Linked DNA regions of Mus musculus: region 2 is linked to region 1. A link is a contact called in public Hi-C data. All regions are on one chromosome and are shown on one strand. The core of a region is the stretch at or near the end of the contact, and the rest is flanking DNA. Distances in the headings are between cores, read along the strand shown.

Evidence for each region. A called contact is a pair of places that touch in the nucleus more often than the background predicts.
Region 2: a Hi-C map of the C2C12 cell line shows a contact between it and region 1, with 2.1 times the contacts expected there. The contact joins two enhancer-like sites. A contact is called at or near these places in 11 of 484 Hi-C or Micro-C datasets (the C2C12 cell line, the HL-1 cell line, adipose-derived mesenchymal stem cells and 4 more) and 1 of 115 datasets of contacts at active chromatin or transcription factors (bone marrow-derived dendritic cells).

What each region holds. Positions count from the first base shown.
Region 1 is chr1:161,606,413-161,608,948 of GRCm38.p6, reverse strand. No RefSeq gene overlaps it. Among named protein-coding and RNA genes, the nearest start is that of Gm31815, 16 kb to the right of the region's middle. Within about 2 kb of position 1,273, at least 30 of the 459 cell types and tissues checked have an H3K27ac peak or open chromatin away from gene starts, as enhancers often do. A contact at or near this core is called in the C2C12 cell line, where this site is marked.
Region 2 is chr1:161,734,373-161,736,908 of GRCm38.p6, reverse strand. No RefSeq gene overlaps it. Among named protein-coding and RNA genes, the nearest start is that of Gm31869, 32 kb to the left of the region's middle. Within about 2 kb of position 1,263, at least 158 of the 459 cell types and tissues checked have an H3K27ac peak or open chromatin away from gene starts, as enhancers often do. A contact at or near this core is called in the C2C12 cell line, where this site is marked.

The DNA of each region.
Region 1 (2,536 bases), core at 24-2,523:
GGACTGAACCTCTGAACATGCAAACTATCCCTAATTAAATGTTGTACTTATAAGACTCGCCTTGGTCATGGTGTCTGTTCACAGCAGTAAAACCCTAAGACAAGCATGTATTAGAAGCACATGAAAGGTTGTTGAAAGACAGATTTCTGGATCCCACTTCAGTTTCAGACTCAGTAGATGGAGCCCAAGGATCTGCAAGTTCTATGTATTCACAAGTGGTGATGGTGGCACAGTCCAGGGAGATGTGCTTTGAGAATTGCCAATGTATAGAAAATGAGTGGCAGGTGAGAAATGAAGACGAGGTAGCAGGGATTGAAGCACAGCTCAGCTTGCTACAGTTGTGCAATAGCTGTTCCAAGATTAAATCTTTATCTTTGACTTGAATTTCAAATGTATTTGAGATGGGAAAAGTGTTAAAATAATGAATCCCAACTTGAAAACATGCAGTCTCAGGGTGATAAGTTCTGCTCTTTGGCTGGGTGGTGGGGGCAGGGCTGGAAGCTTAGGATTCTGGGATAATCAAGTGAAACCACATCTTCTGTGGCATTTGACTTTTAGATGTTAACACTATAGTTTTTCGCTATGGTCCTCATACTTGACTTAATGCAGCACTTTTTAGAAATAACTCATCCACATGACCTGTGCCAAGATCAGGGATGGGGTCTGGGCACTGGGATGTCTGAGTGTTCTCCAAGTCACTGTGTGTGGTCATCACTGTGGCTTCTCAGTAACTTTGCAAACACTAACTTTCTCTACCCAGAAACCAATGCCAAGTTCCAAACGTAGAGTTGTGAGCTGAGTGAAGGAGACAAAGGTTGATTTCTCAGGGTTCCTACTTGTATCAATTAGCCTAAGAACAGTACAAGAAAAGGAAAAAGGAAAAGCTCTTGTGTGATAGTGGCCAACCAGAATGGCTCTTGGATAGCAGTTCTGTAAAGTAAGGTTATTTTCAGATATTCGAGGATTTTTGTAGTATAAAAAAATTAGAAATATTTTTCAAAGTAATAAGGTCAAATATGGGTCATTGAAACATAAACAACAACAACAAGAAGCAATTTTCTGTGTATTCAGAAGCCTGTTTTTGAGACCAGTGCCTGCCTTCCTGAAATAAAGACAAACAGGCTTGGTCTATGCATTTGATTTCTTGTTTCGCCTGTGACATCACTTTTTCCAGTTACTTATTTGGAACATTTCTGTTTTGTTGGCCCGTACTTGCCAGGTCTCAGACTGCCTGGGAAATGAAGGGTAAGGATAGAAGGGGAATTGTAATCACTTGGCAGCCTTCATCAGCTCAGGCTCTGGGTACGCACTGGAAATAGAGAATAGAGGTGAGTCACAGCCATGCTAAGACATGTTGGCAAGATGACTGTCAGAAGGATTTCCTGCTCAACTCCAGAGGAAGCAAATGAGAAACTTATTTTTTTTTCTCTGCCGTTCTACCTATTTGTATTGCAAGCAATTCTCTAGACAATCTCTGGGCTATTTCTCAGAACTTTCTTGGTCTGTTCTTCCAAGTACAGAAAGTGGGATGCCGGTTCTTGGATGCGCCTCTAGGTCTTAAGTGATGAATTTGATACAAGAAACGTCATCCCAAAGTGAAGAAACAATCAGGCCTCCCACACAGAGAACCTAGAATAGAAAGGACTGCTTGAGGTGCTTCTTCAGGCACCAGAGCACTGGCAAGTATTCTGGAAAGAAAAACCACAGCTACCAAGAAGACAAAGCCAAAGGCAGCTTCCCTGATCAAGGAAAGATTAACTAGACCACAGCCATAGTCACTGAGTGAGCCCACACTCAATTTCTGGAAACAGGGTTCTAACCTTGGTGTCTCTGAACGTCCTGGATGCTTCTTGTCAAGACAAATCCACTGTTGTAGTGCACAGCACCAAACCCTGAAGACTCTCTCCCCCAGTAATTCCTTGTCGTTGCAATTTATATTAACTGTACAAAAAATGAGTTTTCATTATGACATTTTCGTGCGAATAATGTACTTTGATCATGTTCATCCTTGCTGGTTCCTGCCTCCTTCCTGACTTATCTTTTCAAATAATTCCACTTCCAATTTCATGCTTTAAACCTACTACTTGAATATGGGAGAAAACATGCAATATTTATCTTTCCGAATACGACATTTCACTTAATATCATGATCTCTGCTTCCACTAGGTTTCTGCAATGGTGATCTCACTCTTCTTCACAGTGGAATGATCCTCTGTTGTGCCTATCTATAAACTTCTTTATCCCATCTTTCCATCTGTGATACAGAGGCTAATCCAATAACTTGTCTACCATGAATACTACCATAATAAATATGGATGTGCAAATTTTTTCTTGTATTCTGACTTGAATTCTTTTAGATATATACTCCAACACCATAAAATTCAATCTTAGGGTTAATTTTAATTTAGCTCTTTTAGGATCTCCATTACTGACTTACAGCATGTTAAAAGCTATGTTAATCTAAACCCTCATCATAGGGGTTCACTGCTGTGCTGCCTCTCCACCTCGTATGCCCATACCAGCATTTGTTGTCTCTT
Region 2 (2,536 bases), core at 14-2,513, 130 kb before region 1:
ACCTTTGAGTAGGGATGTACTGTGTGTTTCAAATGTGCTAAAGGACCAGTTTTTACATATCTAAACTCTGTAGCAAGCAATGGGGCTTGAGAGAGGCAGAAGATGGAAGAGCAGGTAAGGGCCATCCTACAAGGTAGGATGATGATAAAGCATCAGTTAACTGAGTCTTTCTACAATACTTACATGGATCAAAACACTACATTTCATCCCACAAATGATATGCACAATTATACACTTAGCTAATTATAATACTCACTCACTTGGGAGATTATATTAAAATATGTCCTAATGTAAGTACAAAGTAATCGGTTATGTCTTTAAAATTTTTTTAAAATTAAATTTGCTTATCTATCTTTTTATATGTGTGTGTGTTGTCCCCTGGTGTGCATTTGAAACTTGGAGAAGTCAGTTCTATCTTCCTACCATGAGGGTTTGAGGAATCAGATAGGTTATCTGGCTTGGCGCCAAGTGCCTTTACCCACAGAGCCAAGAGCCACCTCACTGGCCCCCATGTTTCTTTGACACTGTACTCTTGCTCTTTTCTTCCTAGATAGAGTCTTGAGATGAAGCGTAAGCTTGCTCACAATCCTTTGGGCTCAGCCTCCTGAGGGTTGGGATTATAGTTGTCTACCACCAACCTGCCCTGGATTCACTTCTCAAAACCAACTCTAGACAGAATTACAGGGACAGAATGTGACTTCTGCTGCTCCGACCTCAGTGAGTTTGCTGTAGTTCTTCTAGAGGTCCAGACCTTTTCTTTTCTGATTTCCTCTGCGGTCTCTCTAGAGGTGCATGGGGAAGAGTTGGGCTCTCCTCTATCACCCGTCCTCCATCTGTAGTAACTACCTGGGCTAAGCAGACACAGGAGAGAGAAAAGAGGTGAGGGTTATCCTATAATCTTGCCACCAGGCTTCCTCTGGGGGTTCAGGGTGCTTATAGAGTGGTCTGGGATCTTCCATTTTGTCTTCCCCGTGTGCCAGCCTGAGGATGGCAGAAATTCAGGCTGCGGAAACTCTAGTTCTCAACCTGTGGGTCACGACCCCTTGGGGGGGGGTCACGGATACCCTACATATCAGGCATTTACATTACAATTCACAACAGTAGCAAAATTACATTTATGAAATAGCGACGAAATACACTCATGGCTGGGAGGTGGTCACCATAGTGTGAAGAACTGTGTAAAAGGGTCTCAGCATTAGGAAGATTGAGAACCACTGCTTGGTTGTAAGCCATCACCAGGTGGCAGCAGAAAACCGTGAAATCACAAGATTCGGATTTTGCCCCCTGAGTCGTGGACCGGAAGGGTTGAGGGAAGAGGGGTGGATAGTCAAGAGGAATCCGTTATCCTTCTTGTTAATGTCAATGATTCCTGCTACCTCACCAATGAAAGTGTCAGCCTGGGTTTGTTCTCCACACAACCATAGAATAAAATTATTAAAGCATCCTATTGGAATCCTGAAAGAACCCGATCCAGAGCAAAGTCCCACTCTTAATCTCGGCATACCAGCTAGCACAAACTAACTGAGTAACAGACATTTAGACCTGGGATGGATATTTGGGGAAGAAAATGACAAGAAAGAGGGAAGAGTCAATAAAACCAAAGCTGTGCTGCTTCCCGAAGGAGCCTTGGGCCATTGTCTCCTGTTTTCAGTAACAGAAGCCGGAGGCCCAGTCTACACTGGCTGCGGAAATCTGTTCTTGGCTCCCAGTCTCTTAGCAAAGCCCGTGAGTCCTCTGGAGGGCGAAGTGTGGAGAAGTCTGGATGAGGTTTTTTTTCGGCCCACTGACTCTTTTCCTTCCTGAGCAGCTGAAGAATTCTGATGTGGTTTTGTGGTTTTACAGTAAGCGTCCCGGCTCTTGTGGACACAGTGTGCTTTCAGTTTCTGAAAGTGAGTCAGATCGACTTTCCTCTTAGGAGTAAGAGTGACCCTTGCTCAAAAGGGCACTATGACTAGAAAGACGAAGCAGCTGAGGCCACCGGTGCCGGAGTGCTTGCGTTAGAGCAGTCGCTGGTTTCTGGGTCTTATGGGTAATTTTTTTTTTTTTTTTAAGGTGAACTGTTGAGATCTTTTTGCCCATCGTGAGTGACACTGTTGATGCGGTCTAGAAAAGGACTCAGAGTTTCATTTGATCAGCTAGTCATGACAAGGGCGTTTCCAAGTGGGTTAGTTGTTGTCATTATGCTTTTAAGTCTCTTGCCTATTAGAAAGCTCATGATACTGAGCCATTTGACCAGAACGGGTGACATCTTCGAGGCCCATTGAGTGTGAAGAGCCAGCCAGTAAACAGAAGGTTTCTTGGGGTCTAGCTTTCTTTCATGGTTCCCCTTCCAGTGATTTTTTTTTTTCATGAAAATACGTAGGTGGCACCTCCTCTGGCAGCTGCTATGCTTTCCTCAAGCATGTAAATGACACGTTGTGACGTATGTCGTCACCTTCATAGCCTCGATGAGCACTGTCAGTTCACTGTGGCATTTCTTCTTGTTGAGATTCTTCTCATTCTACGTTTCGGCCAGCGACTCCCACGGGTGACACAG